Regions from separate parts of the Mus musculus genome. Here regions 1 and 3 are each linked to region 2. Evidence: chromatin contacts called from public Hi-C data. All regions are on one chromosome and are shown on one strand. The core of a region is the stretch at or near the end of the contact, and the rest is flanking DNA. Distances in the headings are between cores, read along the strand shown. Region 1 overlaps Mamdc2 (MAM domain containing 2). Region 2 holds the start of Klf9 (Kruppel-like factor 9). Region 3 overlaps Mamdc2 (MAM domain containing 2).

Region 1 (2,700 bases), core at 163-2,662, 180 kb after region 2:
GGACAGACAAATAGAAAAGCAGCCAAGGCTCTTGAAGGGTTAATGATTTAAAAGCCTCAGGCAAGCTGAGAAGCAGACAGGAAAGGGTCTGGCTCCTAATATCTTCAGGTAGTTAAGAGCCACAAAACTCCTGATATGAGGTTGGGTTTACCAACCGCTGTTTGCATTTACAGTTCGAGACTTCAGGGGAAACAGATCTACAGATGGGATCCTCCACTGGAAAAGTTCCTTCTTCTGCCCTATAAAATCTCCTAGCCCCTTGCTTCTTTGTGCACAGTCCTCACTTCTGCCACCCTTTATTGTTTTGGTAGAGGCCACTCTCCTCTTTGATTTTCACACTGTCTTGATCAACCCTGACCTAACAGGGAGGCATCTTGGTCAGAGCATTCAGAGAACGGTCTAAGCTGCAAGGCATCGAGGAACCAACGGGTTCCAGAGGAAACGGAAGGTCCACAAAATGAGCTCAAGATGTCCCGAGTTACCTCCCTCTTTAGGCATCACTCAGAGACACCAACAAACTCACTGATGTGAGCAGAGAGTAACCAGTGTTCAAAGTCGGAGGGCCACATTTTATGAGGAAAAAGGGACAGAAAAGAGAACATATTACTTGGCACTCTTCATTTGGGGTTTTTGTCAACTTCTTAACTTGAAGAGACCAAGAGACAGGAAGTTAAACACAAAATAAGGTGTCATTTCCTGCCTTCTCACCAGCTAGAGGCAATGTTTAAATTTAGTACAGAGTAGAGAGAACAGTTCGTCAATAGACCCAGGAGGCCGCTGTTGGAAACCACTCTCCAGGTGAGTGAGGCAGAACCGGATGTGTACCCAGGAAGCAGAGACTCACCCCTAAGTCATACTGCCTCAGTTCTTATCCTCTGACAGGAAAACACCACCACAGAAGTGCTCTGTGAGATTTCATTGATGATAATTCAAGAAGTCAAATTTATCATAGATTTTTGAGGTGTGTGTGTGTGTGTAGACAAACCCCACTTGTGGGAGATGGGTAGCCCATACGTGGAGTTCCCACATAAGACATTATTGTTTAATGGTTTGAGTGTATAATAACAAGTTTGAGGGGTTAGGGTATAGTTTAATAATGCCACTCTTGCCTGCTATGTGCAGGGCTCTGGGTTCAACCTCCAGCACTACAAAACACACGCATATGTTTATATGAGTATATAAATACGTGGATCTATTCAAGAAAATGGATAAGCTAATGGCAAATTTCATCAATGAACTTGAGTCTATTAAAAAGCAAGCAGGTGGCGGGAAGGGTTTCAGAGAAGCAGAACAAGGACCACTGCAAAAGGAACAAAGACCACCGCAAAAGCAATAAGAACACCAGCAGAAACCATGATCAAAGCTAACTTTAATCAGCATCTGACAGCTAACCAGCACCTCCTAACCAGCAGCTAACCAGCAGCCTAAGAGTGCTTGTTCAGGGGAAGTGCTTGGTTCTTGCTAAGAGCAGTGATGTTTTTACTCAGCCTCTTCATCTTCACCTTTCCTACTAAGGCACATGTGGGGAGCAGGATGGGAGCAGACACTGAGTCAGAGCAGGTGGGCTACCTCCCAGACACTCCATTCCTGGGAAATCGGCATTATCTGATCCATTTGGCAGCAAATCGAAGAGCTCCATTCACAGGGCTCGTCTTTATTTAACCTGAGATGATGTATTGATTCTGACAGTCACACAGCAGCTTGACATATTTATAGTGTGGCTTTCCTGAGCTTTTCTTTTCATTTATTGGACACGTATTGACTGACTAGCTAGTGCAGCTGTCTATAAAACAGGTTTGCACGCCCCCCCCCACCCCCCGCGTTTCTTTTTGCCTCCCTTGTTTGAGTTCTGCCAGCTATAAACTGAAGGTTTTAAGCAAGGAAAGTGAAAAGAGAGACCTGATTCAGAGGCACCTTATCTTGTATCCAAGGCAGATACTGAAGGCCTTTGGTTTTCAGTATAGAGGGGTCTTCAGTCACTCCTAGTTTAAACCCCTGCAGAATTTCTCTGCACCTATGGGAATGAGGTAGGAATGGGGAGTCACTGTGAAACGGCACATATCTAAGCCAGTGAGGGTGGGAGTGTATGAAAAAGGATTTCTTCTTTTACTCTATTTAATGGTTGGGAGAGATAATTCAACACATTTATTAGATATTTTCATTAACTCAATCAGTTAGACATAGCAGTGGCCAAGTCAAGGATGCTTCTTTGTTGTGTGGACTGATAATACTATTCTTGTTGTATGACTCTGTCCTCCATTCCTGCTGTGGGGACTCATAGCTTCAAGTACACGCCCTCCATATAAGGTACTACATCCATTCCAGTAGTGACAAGTGCGACAGGCCCCGCAAACCTGGGCGCTGTCCCGAGGCGAAAAGTTCATGGAAACTTAGCCTCCTGGAATCGTGGCATCCTGTATAAAGAATGCTCCAATGTCCTTGCTTTAGTTGGCTAATGGATCTGTGTGCTCTTCCTTAATATTGCTTTATTACAAGTGCTCCTAAGGATTGATATTTTGACATATAGCTAAGTTAGATTCTAGGCAGTCCTTGATCCAACCTTGGGCATGGATAGCTAAGTCACTGCCCTACACTGAAATTTACCATTATCTAGGAAGAAGGAAGTTTGTGACCTAAAGAGGAACCAGAGTAGATACTTAGAACTATAGGTAGCTGAGTTACACCCATACACAAATATTT
Region 2 (2,700 bases), core at 69-2,568:
ACACTGAGTTCATCAGACTCCCAACCCCACACTAATTGTTGACCAAGTAAAGCCACAAGATTCAGTTGTTAAGGCTCTCTGGATGATTCCAGTTCTCAGGACTATTTAACACAGTTAATATTTCACAGGGGTGGCTCCTCTAAAGCAGAGTCAGGAATCGGGAACCCTGTGCTTTTTTTTTTTTTTTTTTTTTTTTTTTTTGAGTTCTGCGGTCGTCTACCTGATAAGGTAGACCAGTCTTGTTCTCTACAATTGTGAAGCAAGAGGAAGGAAAGGCTTGCCCAGCAGGAACAGGGAGGAGTCCCTACAAAGAAAAGGATTTTTTCAAGTTATGCAAATGCAATGTCTTATTGGTCTCAGTTTATGGGTTAAGATAGCTTCAAGACAGAGCGAATTTAGAGTCAAAGGCGCCCAAGGAAGTAGGAGGTTTAGCAAAATGCCAAGATGGCGGTGCTTTTGTGTAAGAACCATTTAATACGGAACCGGATCTTTTGTTAGCTGTGAAAAATTTTAGATGAATTTCTCTTGGTTAATGTGTGGGGTGAAAGAACTTTTAAACATCTAAGTGCTGCATTCCAAACAAGAACGAATTGATGCTGTCTCATCCGAGTCTGTCCTTGGACAACGTGGCCTGCCATATCGAGGGTTTAAAATTTGACTCACACTTAGTTTATTAAGCACCCCGTCCTTCCATCTATATTTTAGAGTTAGCACCAGCAACACAAATATGAAAAGATCTGTCCGATTCACTTCTGCTCCGCAGGTTTACAAGTGTCGGGCGCTTCCTTTTGGAACGCCCTTCTGATTGGCTGAGCCAATGCCAGTGACATCAACCAACTTACTTTTGATTGGAAGCCTGGTTGCTGGGACTGTAGCGTTTGCAGGAAGTCACTTAACTGTTTGAGGGCTGGGAACCCGAAGTTGAAGTTCTGTTTCGTCCCTAGGGATGGGCGTAACTGCCTAGGGGAGAAGCGTTCCCAAGCCACGCCAGCTGGCACGTGGGCCGGGAGGCGTAGGCGCGCGCGCGGTCTGGGCGGCATCTGCGGGGATGCGCAGCCGCTGGTTGCCGGGCTCCGAGCAGTTTCCCTTTTAAATGTCAGCGTTCGGGGCTGGAGGGGCAGCACGCGGCGGCGGAACGGAACGGTCGGATTGGCCGCGCGCCGTAGTTCTAGACGCACCTCTCCACCGAAGGGCCCTTCTGACTGGCAGGGGGAGAAAGTAAACAGAGTTGAATCACCCTCCCCACTGGCCAATTGGAGGGGGCCTGGATTGTGACGTGATGGGATTCTGCGAAATTGTTACTGAGCTGGAGAATGCCGGAGAGGCGCGGCGCGGCAGGACCAGGGGCTCAGCGGCCGTCGGCGGACGCGGGAAGAAGTGTCTCGTAGGCGCGGAGCCCCACTCAGCCCCGGCCCCCCTCGTCCGCGTACTCGGCTGATGCCCCGGGGCGTCAGCTCGGCGGAGAGGCGGTCGAGGACGTGCGCCTGGCTCGCAGTTGGCTTTCTCTGGGACTCCGACACGTTTGCAGTCGAATAAACTTGCGACCGCCACGTGTGGCATCTCTCCGAGGAGGGCGCGCCCATCGTGGGATCGCGCGGGGCGCCGGGCAGGGCGGCGGCGACAGCGGCGGAGCCGGCCGCGGCTGCTGCGTGCGGAGGCGCTGCCGGTTACGTAAAGATGAGGGGCTGAGGTCGCCTCGGCGCTCCCGCGAGTCGCAAGCTCCCGCGCCCCCGCCCCCTCGGCCGCGCCGCACCGCGCTCGTCGTCCGAGGCCAGGGCAGGGCTAGCCGAAGCTCCGCAGCCACCTTCAAGTTTGGCCGCACCGCCCGGGCTGCCGTCGCCCGCACCATGTCCGCGGCCGCCTACATGGACTTCGTGGCTGCCCAGTGTCTGGTTTCCATCTCCAACCGCGCCGCCGTGCCGGAGCACGGGGGCGCTCCGGAAGCCGAGCGGCTGCGACTACCTGAGCGCGAGGTGACCAAGGAACACGGTGACCCGGGGGACACCTGGAAGGATTATTGCACGCTGGTCACTATCGCCAAGAGCTTGTTGGACCTCAACAAATACCGACCCATCCAGACCCCCTCGGTGTGCAGCGACAGTCTGGAGAGTCCCGATGAGGATATAGGATCCGACAGCGACGTGACCACCGAATCTGGGTCGAGTCCTTCCCACAGCCCGGAGGAGAGACAGGATTCTGGCAGCGCGCCCAGCCCACTCTCCCTCCTCCACTCTGGAGTGGCTTCGAAGGGGAAACACGCCTCCGAAAAGAGGCACAAGTGCCCCTACAGTGGCTGTGGGAAAGTCTATGGAAAATCCTCCCATCTTAAAGCCCATTACAGAGTGCATACAGGTTAGCGGCGTCGCCTCTCCCCCGCTTCGGGCTTTAGCTAACCTTTGGCCGGCCAGCATTCCTGGGCGCCCAGGACACCGCACTCGGCCTAGAGGCTGCAAACATTTTGGAGAAGATGCTGCTTAACTCCTGCACTCTCTCCTTACTTGGCTCCAACCTTTAGGAGCCACCCGAACCCACCCCCACCCCCCCAACCGCCGCTCTGAGCAAGTGGCTTGCGTGGCTCGGCCTGGAGCCGGCCCGCCCCTCCCTTACCCGCCCCGCCCCCGGGACTCCGTACCCCGCCGCTGCGGGGTCGCCCCACCTGGGGAGACGCTGGGGGGTAGGGTAGTCAAATGGCGCAGCTTT
Region 3 (2,700 bases), core at 74-2,573, 230 kb after region 2:
TTGTCCCTCTCTCCTGCCTCTTCCACCTGGTCTTCCATTGTGTCCCCACCCCTTATTCTGTCGACCAAAGCCAGGCAGTGGGAGTTGAAGGCAACGTTCACCCTGGAAAGAAGACTGCATTTGTGGTCGGCTCACCGTGCTCACTCCTGAAGGTGTGATCCTGTGGGAGGATGGAGTGGGTGTTCTTCGCAGTTCCTCCTCCCACGAACCAGTTCACATTGGGATTCCAGCGGTTCACAAAGCCACAGAGATGGTTTTCTTCAAAGTCACATTCTGGAGGAAGAGACGTAAACAGACATTTCATGGAGCTGCAGTTACACCGGGGGGGGGGGGGGACACCCATACTGACTGCATACTCTGACCTTAGTCATTCTAAGGGCTCTTTTTCTCAACCATCGACCAGAAATTCAGAACAATATCGGGCAAGGAGAGAGATCCAGTAATGAGTCGATGTTCTGATTCATCATTGCCTCTCTGAGCCCTTTCTCCTATTAGCCATGTGGCTTGTTGTTCTCCTATTAGCCATGTACAGCTCTCAGTATGTCCATGCTTGATATTAGCTGATGAGTTTTTGTCAGCCTACTAAATTAATCAATTGGTCAAAGTTTTGGTCCCGGGGCTACATCCAAGGTCTTGTATGTGTTCATCATGCACTTTACCAGTGACCTGTGTTCACAGCTCTAATGTGTCTATTTTACTGTACTATTTTAGAGTTATTCCTCAGCTCTAGACATTTTCTCCACCACCCTTTCTGTTCCCTGATGGCCCAGCCCTCCATCTCTCTGTGGCGAACAAGACTTCCAGAACTCAGAGGCACGTTTCCAAGATGCTGAAACCCCCCCCCCCCACTTGTCTGATGAGTAAGAGTCGAGTGAGAGTATGTGGGAGAGGAGCACACTGGGACCAGGGCCTTTCTGCAACTCCTGCCTAGAGATGAGGAAGACTGAAGTAAAATCTCTGTGCTTGGGAATGGTGTCGTGTTGCTTCTGTACATTGCTTCTCATCAACAAACTCTTTTAGCAGGGAATTTATAAACATAACTCAGCCGCTGACCCCATAATCCTGCAATTATCAAACAAAGGATGATTCCCGTCCTATTCTTCTCTACTGCTCCATCCCCCTTGTTGGGTTCCACCAAGGGAGGGGAAAGAGGTTGATATCAGGCTTAGAACCCATCTCCATCACTGCCAGACTACCATGGTGAGCTATGGCCCTTTATAGAAGGAACAGCCTAACCAGAAGTCTTGACCATACAACCACCCTTTCCACTTGCTAGTAATTCCTCTTCCTGTCCTGGCTAGGAAGCGAAGGGTCAAATATGGCCTTGACCATCCTTGGCTAGCCAGATGGCAGGTTATGAGTCATAGCTGGCTCTAATTCTGGTCACTGTGCCAGCACCTGTTGGCATTTTTACTTTGCAAGGCTTTGTGGTCTGGTTGATGTCAATGGGCTTTCTTCAAATTACAGAGGCGGATCCCCACCTCCACTCCCACACCCCACAGAGCCACCCCGTTCCCACCAGAATCCTAGCTGGGACAGTTGTCAGCGTGCACTGACAAATTTTAAAATTTCTTTTTTTTTTTTCAAATTACCACGGCAGTATCTGCCAACTGATGCTCAACATGTAGTGCCAAGGGCTGTCATGGAGTGGAATAAAAAGCAAAATCCTCCTTAGTGTGCCAGGCAGCAGCCTAAGCTTCTTCTATGAACTCACTTAATCCCCAGCATCGCTCCAGATAGACAGTGTTATGAATCCAATTGCACTGAAGGGGAACCAAGAGAAGAGGAGAACACAGAGCTAGGAAGGGTGACAGTGTGGCATCCTTTTTGTTGTAACCAAACCAGAAGCCACCGTATCATCTGGGGGCAAGAACTGAACGTTACTTCAGTGCCAGTACTTTGTCAACCACCCTTAACTCTACTTCTCAGCCATCACGGGAACCAGCTTCTGTCTTTCTTTCTTTCTTTCTTTCTTTCTTTCTTTCTCTCTCTCTCTCTCTCTCTCTCTCTCTCTCTCTCTCTCTCTCTCTCCCTCCCTCCCTCCCTCCCTCCCTCCCTCCCTCCCTCCCTCCCTCTCTCTCTCTCTCTCTCTTTCTTTCTTTCTTTCTTTCTTTCTTTTTTTACTGGCGATGAGGACAAGTGTGTGTGTGTGTGTGTGTGTGTGTGTGTATACATGCACGTGCCCACGTGCACATGCAGTCAGGGACTGATCCAGCGGAGCTCCCCAAATGTGTCTGACTGCTTCTGTGTGTGGAATGGCAGCACCCAGACTACTCAAAGGAGGAGACTGAATGGAAGTTCTCTGCATCTACATAAAGTACTTTTTTTTTTTTTTAGTCTCTTTTTCTTCGTTGCATTAGAGGTATCAGTGAAAGACCAAACATAGAAGCCAGAGCACAGGGCATTCATGTAGGCTCCTTGTTCAGGAGCAGCATTAACCCTTCACTGACTTCAGCTGAGTCTCCAGTCTAAATATTGTCAATGCTGAGGTGTCTCTCAGATCTACTGATTTTTTTTTTTCTTTTCTACTCTCTGATCCCAACCCCCCAGTTTAAGGTCCTCATTCTATAATCCCTACAAATCCGTGTTTCTTCTGGGATTTTCCTAGGTCCTATGTATCTGTATTTCCTTGTTTCCAGTTCATGGACACCACTGCCATCATCTTGAAGCCACAGCTGCATGCCTGTCCCCTGCAGGCTA

The links. Hi-C and Micro-C count contacts between places; a contact is called where the count stands out from the background.
Region 1: a contact with region 2 is called in a Hi-C map of Th1 cells, with 2.8 times the contacts expected there. A contact is called at or near these places in 1 of 39 promoter capture datasets (3T3-L1-derived adipocytes), 10 of 484 Hi-C or Micro-C datasets (CD4 T cells, CD8 T cells, Th1 cells and 5 more), 4 of 130 datasets of targeted methods (the 230-238 cell line, CD8 T cells, effector CD8 T cells and 1 more) and 3 of 9 other capture datasets (adipose tissue, liver and pancreatic islet).
Region 3: a contact with region 2 is called in a Hi-C map of the N1E-115 cell line, with 2.3 times the contacts expected there. A contact is called at or near these places in 1 of 39 promoter capture datasets (hippocampal neurons), 4 of 484 Hi-C or Micro-C datasets (the N1E-115 cell line, Th1 cells, muscle stem cells and 1 more) and 1 of 130 datasets of targeted methods (CD8 T cells).

What each region holds. Positions count from the first base shown.
Region 1 is chr19:23,322,524-23,325,223 of GRCm38.p6, forward strand. The region is part of intron 11 of Mamdc2 (MAM domain containing 2); the gene reads right to left. Among named protein-coding and RNA genes, the nearest start is that of Gm41821, 24 kb to the left of the region's middle.
Region 2 is chr19:23,139,908-23,142,607 of GRCm38.p6, forward strand. It overlaps Klf9 (Kruppel-like factor 9), which reads left to right and starts at 1,319. Exons shown (of 2, transcript NM_010638.5): 1 at 1,319-2,352. The coding sequence starts at 1,848.
Region 3 is chr19:23,373,783-23,376,482 of GRCm38.p6, forward strand. Mamdc2 (MAM domain containing 2) reads right to left here. Exons shown (of 14, transcript NM_174857.3): 5 at 136-273. Among named protein-coding and RNA genes, the nearest start is that of Mamdc2, 73 kb to the right of the region's middle.